Regions from separate parts of the Zea mays genome. Here region 2 is linked to region 1. Evidence: chromatin contacts called from public Hi-C data. All regions are on one chromosome and are shown on one strand. Each heading gives the region's core, a stretch centred on a gene start, on an enhancer-like site or on the middle of the called end of the contact. The rest is flanking DNA. Distances are from core to core; before and after follow the strand shown.

What was found. A called contact is a pair of places that touch in the nucleus more often than the background predicts.
Region 2: a Hi-C map of endosperm shows a contact between it and region 1, with 2.3 times the contacts expected there. The contact joins the promoter of LOC103650755 here to the promoter of LOC111591184 in region 1. A contact is called at or near these places in 2 of 25 Hi-C or Micro-C datasets (ear and endosperm).

The regions. Positions count from the first base shown.
Region 1 is chr3:152,943,278-152,950,150 of Zm-B73-REFERENCE-NAM-5.0, reverse strand. LOC111591184 reads right to left here and starts at 3,960. Exons shown (of 1, transcript XM_023302129.1): 1 at 2,660-3,960. The coding sequence starts at 3,338. The coding sequence ends at 2,922. It overlaps LOC100281386 (GRAS family transcription factor containing protein), which reads left to right. Exons shown (of 1, transcript NM_001154304.2): 1 at 1-573. The coding sequence ends at 349.
Region 2 is chr3:153,165,693-153,172,565 of Zm-B73-REFERENCE-NAM-5.0, reverse strand. It overlaps LOC103650755 (serine/threonine-protein kinase TIO), which reads right to left and starts at 2,966. Exons shown (of 23, transcript XM_008676326.4): 1 at 2,614-2,966; 2 at 2,366-2,479; 3 at 2,165-2,239; 4 at 1,866-1,958; 5 at 1,693-1,767; 6 at 1,508-1,600; 7 at 997-1,060; 8 at 238-322; 9 at 1-26. The coding sequence starts at 2,455. LOC103650756 (crossover junction endonuclease MUS81) reads left to right here and starts at 2,917. Exons shown (of 11, transcript XM_008676327.3): 1 at 2,917-3,315; 2 at 3,745-3,818; 3 at 3,943-4,008; 4 at 4,084-4,172; 5 at 4,267-4,409; 6 at 4,506-4,578; 7 at 4,850-5,008; 8 at 5,576-5,658; 9 at 5,840-6,074; 10 at 6,179-6,265; 11 at 6,381-6,873. The coding sequence starts at 3,104. The coding sequence ends at 6,512.

The DNA of each region.
Region 1 (6,873 bases), core at 2,711-5,210:
CGCGGCGCTGTTCGACTGCCTGGAGTCGGCGGCGCCCCGCGGGTCGGTGGAGCGCGCGCGCGTCGAGCGCTGGCTCCTCGGGGAGGAGGTGAAGAACATCGTGGCCTGCGACGGCGCGGACCGGCGGGAGCGGCACGAGCGCCTGGACCGCTGGGCGGCGCGGATGGAGGGCGCCGGCTTCGCCCGCGTCCCGCTCAGCTACTACGCGCTGCTGCAGGCCCGGCGGGCGGCGCAGGGGCTGGGCTGCGACGGGTTCAAGGTGCGGGAGGAGAAGGGCGCCTTCTTCCTCTGCTGGCAGGAGCGCGCCATCTTCTCCGTCTCCGCCTGGCGCGGCCGTCGCTTCGACTGATGGAGGAACGCGTCGACGCCTTCCCGTATTTGTGCGGAGGAGGAGACGGGCCGCCCGTCGTGGCGTTGCGCGTCAGGTGGCCGTCACGCACGTTGGGGCTTCTTTTGGTCGTTTTGTGTGTTCAGTTTACGCCGTATCTAGTTAGATTTCAATCAGGTTTGTTCATAGTGTACCCCTGCCGCTCTCCAATTTGGATGGATGGAATCTCATGCTTGTTTGGATCAGTCAGTCCTTTTAGATCTGTTAATGTAACAACTAGAGCTGCTTAACAGCTACTATCTCACTCGGTCCCGGTCCCGGTCCTATAACAAGCGTGGTAATGTACTTGTGGAGTTTCAAATTTTCTGACAATTATGGACATTTGTAACAAACACTTCTGGAGTTTAAAATTTGATGGATGGATTAGATTTGTTTTGATGCTCTTTTTTTAGCTCATCCACCATAGCAAAGCAAAGAAAGCGTGGCGTCCGTCGTTGTCGCTACACTTGCATTGACATTTTGGCAAGGCTAAGTGCTCCTACAAAAAACGTGAACCAACCTCTACGTACCGGTGAGTGTGGCTGAGTGGAGAGGAATGTCGGCTCCGACCGAGTCTCTAGGCTTTTCGCTGGATGGATGGATGGATTTGTGAGTCCTCTTTCTTGATGCCACATTGGGCGATGGAAACTTTGGTTTTCCCATGCGCCGGGGTCGTTGGACGCGCTGAAAAACTGTCAGGTATACCAGTGTCAAACTGTCAACCATGCTATCCAGTAAAGTGCCGGAGACAACTCAGCAGCAGATGGAAGCCTGAAGGTTAGGGTTGTAAACGGACGGAAAAATTCCCGTCCCGACCCGACCCATTTTCTACATTCAACCCGCCCATTTCTAGATTTCCGGAAAAATGCGGGTTCGGGACGGGTTACGGGTTAGGAGTCGGCGGGATCGGGACGGAAACGGGAAAGGCTATTTTCCGTTCGGATTATCGGGATCCCGTATTTGATCGGAATATTTCCGGATTAAACCCGGATTTAACCCGAGGATTAAGGCCCACCACCACTCACTCGTCGGGCCCAAAGCGGCCAAGCCCACCACTCCACGTCCAGTTCTCCACACACACGTGAACACTAACCCTAAGCCCATTCCCTCGGTGGCTGCCTGGCTGGACGCCTGTCGCCTGGACACCTCCAATCCCCAGACCCCAGGCTTCACCGCTTCAGCCCCGCCGGCGCCGAGCGGCCGACTCGCCGACGGCCGACTCCAATCCCTAGGCTTCAGCCCCGCCGAGCGGCCGACTCGCTGACGGCCAACTCGCACGTGTTTCCGCCGGCAGCCTGGCACAGCAAGCAGGAAGCAGCAAGCAAGAATCAGCGGTCGGGCGGGCGTACGACAGCAAGCAGGAAGCAGCACAGGCGTCTCCATCCTACAGGTAATTACTAATACGTACTAGTACTAGCAGCAAGGTATCCATCCTACATGTAATTACTAATACGTACTAGTACTAGCAGCAAGGTATTTGGTTCCTGCTTCCTGCTTGCTAGGTACTACGTACTAGTACTAGCAACAAGCTATTTGGCGCTTGGCGTTGCTGCTTCTTGCAGCCAGCAGCCCACATGGCCACATGCTTGATTGTTTGATTATTTTTTATTGTTTACTCAATTATTCAATTGTTCATACAGTGACGTTTGATTGTTTGCAGCAGTTGAGACTCGATATGTCTCACTCTGGAACAGGACCCGGAGGAGGAGCACACCATTTAGACTCTATTAATTGTTATTGTGTATGGACTGAATTTATGTGGGCAGAGTGAGTGTAAGTTTACTTGTTGGATACTTGGATTTGGAATTGTGTTATGTGCTCATGTACTATTGTGGACTTATTTTCATGTTGTTCAATGGCTATGTGGTCAACTGGTCATGTAATCATGTGGTGATGTGGACTTATTTTCCGATTAATTTTTCCGTTGAGGTAATTTCCGTTCGTTTTCAGTTAATTTTCGGCCGTTTTGGTTCGTTTCCGTAAACCCGTATAACCCGGACCCGTTTCCGCCCGTGGTTGTTCCGCTCCCGCTCCCATTTCCGATGAAGAATTGCGGGAGCGGAAACGGGAGAAGGGTTTTTCCGTCCGTTTCCGTCCGTTTTCATCGCTACTGAAGGTGAACGCAACGAGTGTGAATGTGTGAAGGCAACGATTGCGGCAAACGGACCAGACGCGCTAATGTTCGTTTGGCTGGGCCGAAGTAGGCCTTGTAAGTGTTAGCAGGCCGAGTGAACGTGTGGAATATAAGAACGGCGTGTGTTGGTTATAAAGGATATGAACAATTTGGCTATATATCAAACGAGATCGTCTTCTTCGCTGCTATCCCCTTCTCCAAGCCTTCTCTACTCCAGCACATCTCTCTCATCCCCTTCGTAGGGAGAAATTTTCCATTATAAAACACGGTAGATGTGGATTCGACGAAATGGAGGCATATAAGAGGGCTTCGACAGTTTGGAAAAATAGAGAAAGGCCAAACTCTGGAATAGACAAGATTTCTCTATTACCCGCTGCCGACACAGATTAATTTCCTGATGCTCACGCCGTCAGCTACCTGTTAACGTTGCTGCTGCTCTCCTCCGTCTGAGATGTAGATGAACAGAGGTCGCGACGATCGGTGCCCTCGCCGCGTTCTACGCCCTTGCTGCTCGTCCTTTGCCTGGTCAACAGAGGCGGTGGAGAGGGCGAGTCCCTGGGGACGGTGTTCCTGGCGCTGCAGTGCGCGGCACACCTGGCCGCCGCGGCCGTCGTCGTGCACGAGAAGCCGTTCCGCTCGGCGGCGCACCCGCTGGCCCTGCGCCACGACGTTGGAGTTGTCGGGCGTGGGAAGGAGGAGCGGGCCGCTGACCGTGGGATCGTCGGCAGTGGGCGCACAGGGAATGGTGTGGGCGCTGGGAGATGGAGGACGAGCGACAGTGGTCTGAGGTGGAGATCGGTGACGGTGACTGCTCACCAATGTGGCAGCAGCAGCCATTGCCGTCGCCCTTGTGCGCAGTGGCCGGAGAAGGAGGAGGGGCGACAAAGGTAGCAGCGGCGAAGAAGTCGTGCCTGCAAAGAAGAGGAGGGGAAGGCCCCAAAAGCGCTTCGCCAGTAAGATCGATCAAGCAGATGTTGAAAACTTTGTAGAACAGGTCGATGCCGACCAAGAAGCTGACGATGCCAAGCTGAAGAACAGCGCTGCAGCTGGTGGTACCAAGAGAGGCAGACCACTGAAAGAGGGCTCCAATATTGCCGTAGAAGATACTAATTCTACTGTTCGATTAAGCAGTGATGAATTAACGAGGACCAATGGGTTCAGGCAGATTGGGAGCCAGCTGAAAAACTAAGCCCCGGCGAGCATTGGAGGCAGGGCTAGAATGCAGGTGAACAGTCCCTGCATTTTCAGTACAAGGTAGCATCCATTTTTTTTTGGCTACATCCGTCATGTTCGGTAGCTCCCAGTGCTGGAAAAACAAAATGTAAACTAGCATGTTCTGATTGCATGCCTCAGTTTTTTTTTCATTGACACAAAGTGTATGAACTGATGGTACACCAACTTGTTGAGCTGCTCTAGGCCCTGATTCTGTTTGAGCTGTAGCAGACATCTTACCTTTCAGTTTACCATATGGTGTTCCTGTTGATCTTTTCCTTTTCCTTTTAGCCTATTACTGAATATTTGTAGTTTATTAAGTTCTGGAAATGGGAAAGAACATAGGGGCTGTCTTGAGGATCTGTTATCGGCTGTTCTTAGGCCGCTGAGCTAACATCTAAAATGTATATAGTTTGCTAGATTATTCGGTAGCTCCCCGTGGTCTACTACCTCTAGAAGCTACTCGATGGCGCCGGGTCCTTGGACGGTGAAAAGCGGAGGTGGAGAACGAGTGGCATTGGCAGCTGGCCGAGACACAGGCCAGTGGCTGCTGCGCAGACGATGGGCACGATCGGACGAAGACACGAGTAGGCAGCGACGACGGTCGGCCGGAGCGCGACACGAGCAGGCAATGACGGCGATGGGACGGGAGATTAATCTATGTCGTCAGCGGGTAATAGAGAAATCTTGTCTATTTCAGAGTTTGGTCTTTCTCTACTTTTCCAGACTGTCGAATCCCCCACCTATACCTCTATTTCGTCGAATTCACATCTGCTATGTTTCATAATGACAAATTTCTCCTTCCTAAGTGCTAACATCTGGTATCAGATTCAGTCTCCTGGATCCGCTTGTTGTTGTGCCACGACGACCCCGATCTTCCACGATGGAGCAACCAAGACACCGCCATCCGCAAGCTGCTCAACGAAATGCGACTCATGGAGGCACGCCTGTCCGAGCGCATCAGCGGACACTACGACGGTGTCGAGCGCTGCCAGGACGAGCGCTGCGAAGAGCCCTGTGACGAGACGTCCATCTTCGACGAGGAGCCCTGTTTCCACCACTGTTTCCTCGATTCGGATCCGGACTCTCCCTGCGACCGGGTCGATCTGCCCCCGGTCGTCCGTGTCGCGACCCCGGGCTCCCAGGACTTGCTTCCTCCACTAGGCATCCACACCGTGCCGAGCATCAACACCTCGATCGTAGGCACGTCGGTCCAATATCCGTGCGCGCAAGGTCTGCGACGTTCATCTCCTCACCATCGTCGGGCCAGGAGCTCGACCTCCCCATCGAAAAGCACGTACCTGACCGCGCCAGCGTCGACAGGACGTCGTGCTTGCAGGCATACACGTTGATGGGCATGGAGGACGAGGTCGGCCACTTCGGCCTCGACGCCAAGGAGTACTTCCTGGACGAGCACTCCAAGTTTCCCAACAGTGGGCTCATGAACTAGCTCCTGGACCCGCTCCCACTCGATCCTTACATCGACACGCTCCATCCCCAGTTTTGTCTATCATATAGTTGGTGGTGTCGACAGAGGAGGAGGAGGTTATCACCAACTCGCCCAACAAGTGTTTGATGATTTGCTTCAATCTCATACAAAGTGGTTTCAGCTGGGATGTAGTGCCACATCGGCAGCTGAAGCGTCTCAATCCTCTGAGACTCAAATATGATACAATTACTAGTCCCATGAGGCTAGTAAACACATTTATACATCAGATGGTTCTAGATATGCTTAAACAAGACAAACCTATAAAGGTGACGATCAACTTTAAAAGTTGGTCCACAACTCGGGACATATCATTAGAGTGGGGCTAAAGCAGCCCGATATACGCAGCGAAGCAAATGAGCGGTCCAACAGCCACATGCATGGTTGGGAACAAGCGTAACTCTTACCCGATCAACGATCTTCTTCTATGAAAAACAACAAATAAGCAAGAGTGAGTACTTACGTATCCAACAACCCACCTTCACCCACAGAATGGGGAAATCAGATATAATGCATGGAGTATGTGGAGCTCAGGATATTTTGCAGCAAGAGCAATATTTGATGCATGGTTATTTTGTAAAACATTTTATATTTTTCAAAGCACATCCTCTCCCAAAGGAGCAGGAAGTTTTTCAATATAGAACAAAATCCCCTGAACTAAACCATCCAGGTATCTTAGCAGTTTTCCACCGGTTTTCCTTTTCAAAAACATCTACTAGACTTCTCGTCCACCATAGCTCACGGCTCAATCGCCGGACCTTTTAAAACCACTTTTCAAAAGCATTTTTTTGGAAAACAAAACACTAATTGTCAAATCCATGCCATAACTCATCCATATCCGTGGACATAGACTATTCGAATAGGTTTCAAACTATGCGCAGATGTGTACACTTTACCCACTAGTCCGGTTTCTGCAATCTCACCGTCGTGAGATCCGAATGCCGAAACTCTCTCTTCCCTTGCACGACTTTACTTTGGCGGTTATTGAAAGGGAAATGTGCCCTTGGGCCATTTCTAAGTATTTTGGTGATTGAATGTCAACACAAGTGCTTCAATGTGAATCAATGCCCATGGATGAACAAAGTGCAAATCTACAACAAAGGTATGTTTCTAAGTCTTAGTACATTGGTTTTGTGTACTAATATATTTGTCTAAGTGTTAGAAACAGAAAGAAGAAGAGAAGAGAAGACTTGGCTGTGTACAGCCAAGAGTCTGTTTCGGTCTGGGGCACCGGACTGTCCGGTGGTGCACCGGACAGTGTCCGGTGCGCCAGGCTGCCTCAACCGAAGAGGCCGCTCTCGGGAATTTGCTGACGGCGTACGGCTAAAATTCACCGGACTGTCCGGTGTGCACCGGACTGTCCGGTGAGCCAACGGTCGGCAGGGCCAACGGTCGGCCGCGCGATCTGCGCGGGACACGTGGCCAAGCCAACGGTCGGAAGGGGGCACCGGACTGTCCGGTGTGCACCGGACATGTCCGGTGCGCCAACGGCTCCCGCATCTGCAACGGTCGGCTTCGCCATTTAAGGAAAGGAATCGGGCACCGGACACTGTCCGGTGTGCACCGGACTGTCCGGTGCGCCCGACGACAGAAGGCAAAGATGGCCTTCCAGATTTGTTCTCAACGGCTCCTAGCTGCCTTGGGGCTATAAAAGGGACCCCTAGGCGCATGGAG
Region 2 (6,873 bases), core at 1,717-4,216, 220 kb before region 1:
GGGGCTGTCCAACAAACAATTCATATCTGGTCAACCAAACAATAAATTTAGCCTGATAGATAAATTATCAAACACAAAGCAGAGTAGATGGCATCAACTTGAACCATTTGCTGAAGGCCAGCAGTAGATTAAAATTACAACTGCTCAAGAAATATGATGCAATAGCATCAAGAATGTACTAGTATGAGAAGATTGCAAAAGTAATCAGGTCTAGTAGGAAAGCGAAGATGTACGTACAAAATGACCCCAAGGGACCATAAATCTGCTGTATGGTTATATGGCTGTTCCCTCACCAGTTCTGGAGCCATATATAAAGGTGTCCCTGCATAGGAAAAACAAGTTTAGTGAAATGAAAGGTCGGCAAAAGGAGCTTATCACAAATGTCAAGATCAAGCAATGTCAATATAGTATATGACTGGATGAGCTATAATATGCCATAAGGGCCAATTCAAAGGAGACAATTTCATATAATGAAATACAGTGTACAGCTACGTGTCTCGGAAAGTAATTTGAGATAAACTTTGTCCACTGGGAAACAACAACAACAACAACAACAACAGCAAAGCCCTTTAATCCTAAGCAACTAGGGATAGGCTAACCACCGGGAAAAACGACTCCAAAGTCCTAAATTTTAAGGAAGTGCAGACAGAGTTCAGAACTTCAGATCATAAATGACCTATGTATACAGATTTAAGAAAGATGACAAATATAACAGTACAGCTTAAATGTTTTATCATATTATCATTAACATTTGCTAATTGCTCATGTTAGTTTAGAAAATCAGAGTATCAGAATGTGGTAGATCTACCAACAGGTAACATGTGGCTAGCAGGAGGCTTCCTATGATCCAGAGAATATGAAATGAAGTATTCCAACCAGCATATATAGACTTAATTACAGGCTACAAGATGAGGAAATTATTATTTTTCGCGTTTGAGAAAAAAGGAAATTATTTTTTAAGATGACAACTACCACGTCAAGATGAAAAATAGATACCTTTAATGGAGCGTAATACAACAGTGTTAGCTGACATAGCACGAGCAAACCCGAAGTCACAAAGCTGTAAATAGGCAAGAAATAAATGAAATTTCAACCATTGTAGCGTAATGGATAAGAATCGCAACTTGAAGACATAAACAACAGCGGATAAGCGAACATTAAAGGCGTGAATCAAGGCCATCAGGATGAAAGCTCATTCTAATAAAATGATTGCATACGTCTAGCTGCCATCATACTATAAGAAACTTAACAGAAAACTGAAACATACCAGATAGAATCAATAAAGTACACTGGATCACGAAAAATAGGAGTGTGTACGTTAGAATAACTGACAATTCAACAATAGATTAGCTACAGCAACATCTTGGAGATATGTGTACGGTGTACCTTGAAGCATCTACTATACATCGTACACTAAAGAAAACTTGATAAAAACTTCAGGATTCAGGAATGGAAAAAAAGACAAGACATTGGCAGGTTATGCATGCCAAGATAGAAGAGAGATTACCTTTACAATAGATCCTTTCCCGATAAGGATGTTCTGAGGTTTCATATCCCGGTGAATAATTCTATTGGAATGCAAGTAATACAATGCTTTCACCTGAAATGAAATATGTTGAAACCATGAAGGGAAGACGGACGGCCAAAACAACTGGCCTGCTATTGTGCAGGGTGCCAGAGCGATGTGCATACCAGCTGCTTAGCAATTGCCTGAACTTGTTCTTCTGGAAGGCATTTATCATCCTCGAGCACCTCAAACAGTTCTCCCTGAGACAAGCATTTTCATTAGAGTTAGCCAGCTGCAAACAATTGAAACCAGTCAAAGATGAGAAAGGACAAGGTAATCAAACTGAGTTCTTGTGTACCTGAGCAAACTCTGTGACAACACAAAACTCCTGAGGGGTTTCAAAGGCATCGATCATTTCAATTATGTTCTCATGTTTGAGTTTCCTTAGGATCTACAGAATTGTGTATGACATCAAGAAGTGAAATGGTATAATGAGATAAGGAGCGCCATTGCCTAATAATGCTAATTTGACAAGCACAACCGAATCGTAGCGGACACCACATCAGAATTATAATTTTTGTAGCCACTCCCAATTCTTTGTTTAATAACAACAAAATACCCAAACCCGAAGTACATGTAGAAATAGAAATGGTTTACCTCAATCTCCTGCCTAAGGTTGTGGATATCCTTATCGGTCTTCCCGTGCTTAAGAATGAACTTCATGGCGACCGTCTGAAACAGAAGCAAAACAGGAGAAAACAAACTCTATGAAGTCGAAACCACACAAAGGGAGTTCATCTAATCATCAGATGGGCCCAAATCCAGCGGGCCCAGGACAGAAGATGGGGAGACGCTGACCTGCCGAGTGTACTTGCGCCTGCCCTTGTAAACCTTGCCGAAGGAGCCCTCCCCGACGAGGTCGATGACATGGTAATCCTCTATCCCCATCTCGTACCCAGCAGGCGCAATAATCTTTGCAAAATCGAAGTTAGTCGGCAGAAGATGCTTGTAGATAGATCAGATCCGATTACAACTAGCCGTTAGGGTTTGGAATTTGGATGCTCGGTTTCGCACAGTAGTAAGGGGAGAAAAAACGGCGGGCGTACCTGGTGGGTGCTCGTTGCTGGCGAAAGCGGCCCGGGCACCTGGCGTTGGGCGGCGGCGGCGGTCGCCCACTCTTTTTTTTTTTTTTTTTTGAATTCTGCCCGCTCCTCAGTCGTCGCCAATCGCGGAGAGAGGGAGCTCGGCTGAGAGAGAAGAGAGAAGAGAGAAGCGAGCACGCGGCGGGGTGAACGGGGGAGAAAATTTGAACAACGGTTATTAACGAGTGGGCGAGCAGGCTTGGAGTCGAACTAAAGCCCACTAAGGATTGCCCTTCTAGATGGACAGCCCAGCCCAAGCCAGCTTGCGAAGATCACATGCATCGTGAGTCCCGACCGCAAAATTCAAATCAGTTCGAGCTTCGAACCATTTCAACGGTGACCTGTTCTTCCCCACCCGGCCACGGCTACGGCCACGGGTCACCCCTCCACCCCAAACCCTAGCACCCCCGATCCAGCAGCAGCCCCCCTCTCCGAGCTCCAAAACCTCTCAGAGATGGCGGCGCCGGCGCCGGCGTTGATGCAGCTCAAGGTGCGGATCCCGGAGAACGAGGAGGTGGCTCGCTGCCTCCACGAGAAGCGGCTGTCTATGAGGGAGCAGCCGGCCGGTTTCAAGGAGCACCTGGACCGCACGTTCGCCAAAGCCTACCGCAATGTCTGCGCCGCCAATGAGCCCATCCGGACTCTCAAGGAGTTCTCCAAAATCAAGTACTAATTCTTTCCTCCTACCTCTCCAATCCATTCTTTTTTTGTCCGTTGCTGGGGTAAATGCTACACTGAGAGAGGAGTTCGATTGAATTTTTTTTGTGCGGTTATTGTTGGTGGGAATTGGAATTGTCTTATTTTGAGCTGTAGTTGGATAGGAACCGGATCTAAAAAGCTGTGTTTTTAGTAACATTTCAGGAATTGGGATTGTTTTCATATCTTGGGCTAATATCAGAAACTTGTGTTTGCATTGCTAATCAATTCTGTAGCTTTTGTTAGCCTACAAGCCGCAATGTGCACTATGATTCTAGAGTTTTTTTTTTCATGAAAGAAATACGCAACCTACTATTTGGTAGTAATACAGTTCTGGACTTTTTGAATAATTTTGATTTACATAGCTGGATGTTTCTAATACTCTATCACTGTGTGCAGTGGTGTAGGACCATGGCTCATACGCTGTATGAAAGGCTTCTTTGCAGAGTCCAAGCAGGATTCTCCAGCGAAAGGTAATGTAGCTGGAGAGTATGGTAACGATTTTCATGCTTAACTGTCTGCTGTTTCAAAATCTTTCCTTTTCCACACCAATTATCTTTTCTGTGAAATCTGAAATGGTGTTGTTTATTCTAATAGGAAAGAAAACAAGAGTACCAAAGTGCTGTGTGACAAAGAAGAAAACTGCTGCTTCTGCTTCTCTTGGTAGCATTATGCTTGCTATAATATTCATAAAAAAAGCATTATGATTTTTATTTAATTCCAATACTTCTTTTGAAGGCAAGGGACCTCCTTCCAACTTAAATTGTCAGAATGCTCAGTTTTCTTCATCCCAAGGAACATTGGAGCTGCAACCATCTGGTAAAACGGTATGTTTGATTCTTTTTATGGATAAACCATGTGCTGCACAGTACTGTCCCTTTTACAACTTTCAATTGCAATATGCTGATTTTTTTGTCCCAGGGTTCTACTGACTTCAATATGCTAGACAAGGATGTTGTATCAATGAACAATTGTATACTGGCTATGCCACCTCGTCAATCAAGTGAAGAGTTTCTTGAAGCTTACGAGGTTGTTCTGATATTGGATGATCGTGAGAATTTTGGGTTTGTATGATCGTATCCTACTAATATAAAATAAGCATTATATATTTCGAGACATATCAGAATTTTGTTCTCATGGTTGTTACCTTTTTTGTGTAGGTATTGTTCAAGAAAAGTTGCTTCAAAAAAGGTTGCTGATAACATTGGCTCGCAGTTTAACGTACCTGTAGAGGTTAGTTGTAAACTGTCTCTGAATAATTATTTTGTGGTCTACAATTCTACATACCATTTTCTAGATTCTTAAAATTATGAGGAACCTTGCAACTTTTATGATTCTATCTTGCTTATAAATATCATGAGCACCAGCCTATTGATGATGTACCAAATGTGTTTGTTCTTTTTGAACATATATAAAAGAAGGGCTATGATGCTTATTTTGATATTTTTGTGTTGTCTTCCAGAGAAAGTGATTCGTATTCTTCTGTTTAAACCTTGTCATCCAGGTTAAACGTTTGCCTGTAGGTGATGGCATATGGATCGCTCGTCATAAAAAAAATTTTACAGAATATGTTCTAGATTTTATTGTTGAAAGGAAAAATGTTGCAGATTTAGGTAGTTCAATTAGAGACAATCGATACAAAGATCAGAAAACAAGGCTGCAGGTACTGTTTGGACTTTCATTGACTACATGTTATTGTTTAAAACCTGAAATGTTCATTTCCCACTTGTCTCTTTCTTCAGTTTAAATTGTTCAATATTCCATGTCTCTGCCGTTGCTTGTTTCTTGTGATGATCCCATTCGGTAGTTGTGGAAGGCTGGAAGCTAAACGTTAAAAAGTAACTTTTTGTCACTATTGTTTCTAATATGTGAATGATTCTCCTATGCAGCAATCAAAATGATGATTAATAATTTAATATCATGTTTATGTTTAACTTTAACATCATTATCTTTATGGAAAATGTAATAGTCTATCAAAGAATTATCTGTAACTTATTTTGCATGTCATGCTACTATTGTAGGTAGTGCTGTTATTAAGAAACAATGTTTTTTACTTTTCCTACGGTTGACGTTGATGATGACTTGTAGATAAATGCTGAAAATGAGACAGAGATGAAAGGTTAATTATGGAAATATAGATTGCTCTGTTCCTAGACGGATTGTTTTGTCCTTGTTTATTTGAGAAACAAAAACAATACAATGAGATACAACCATTTGTTGTGCCTTGTAGAGATGCGGGTTAAGGAAGCTTATGTATCTTGTCGAAGGTGATCCAAATACTTCAAAAGGATCAGCAGCAAGCATAAAAACAGCGTATGAACACTGCCCATTTCACCTGAATCGATAGTATTAGGCCTCGACAGTAATACCTTTTTCTCTTTGTTATGTGTCTTACTGTTATTATCCTTATGATGAATATGTGGTGTGTGTATACATAAAGTATTTAAGAAAGCATATATGTGATCTCTTAGTTGTGCCATGTGTTTATTTTCAGCTGCTTTACCACTGAGATTTTCGAAGGATTTGATGTTCTGCGTACCAATGGGTATACTGATACCATGAGAACATATGGTTATCTTACACTCTCGATAATGGATTACTACAGCACAAATTTCTGCAGACTTGATAAAAGTGCCTGTATATGCCCAACCTATGATGAGTTTGAGAGACACTGTCATTGCCTTCAGAAAAGAACAGTGAGCCAAATATTTGCTCTGCAGCTTATGCAGGTTACATGACAATATAAGCCACCTTTACAAAAGTTAGCCAACTGCTTCATTTGATGCCATAGTTGAATGCCAGATTATCCTCACTGAATATACATGCAATGCAGGTGCCACAAGTAACAGAGAAAGTTGCATTAACTGTTATAGAGTTCTATCCAACTCTTTTCTCACTCGCAAGGGCGTACTCCATGCTTGTCAGTCTTCTCTTACTTCTAATTTTCATTTTACTTTCCAAATACAACACTTACTGCCATAACACTTGTGCATTGACATTTCGTTGAACTAAAATTTATCTTTATGATTTTGAAGGAAGGTGATATCCATGCCCAAGAGGAGATGTTGAAGAACAAGAGCAAGATGATAAATGCAGGGGCTAGTAGAAATATCTTCAGGCTTGTCTGGGGTGATGGATGTCAATCTTCAGGGTTAATTTTGGACTAGCCGACTTAACTGAGTATATCACCGACTTGGTGATCTCGAGGCATATTATTGTGTGGTTCACTAGCCCCTTATGCTCAGATATTCAATTGAAAGGCTTTCGCATTCTGAAGGCAAATGATCCAATTGAACACTGACCGTTTGGGAGCATGTAGTCACCATGAAAGTGTCTGAAAGTGCCTCCACAAGATGTAGAGCCTGTTTGGTTCGTGGCTAAGGACATATTTGGTGTGGTGCCTACGCCGCCACACCGCGCCACACTTTTCAAGCCGCAGGTGTGGCGGCCGATTTGGCCGCCGCGGGTTAGGCGCGGTGTGGCCGCCTAGGCGCCACACCAAACATGCCCTAAATGTGCCACATTTTG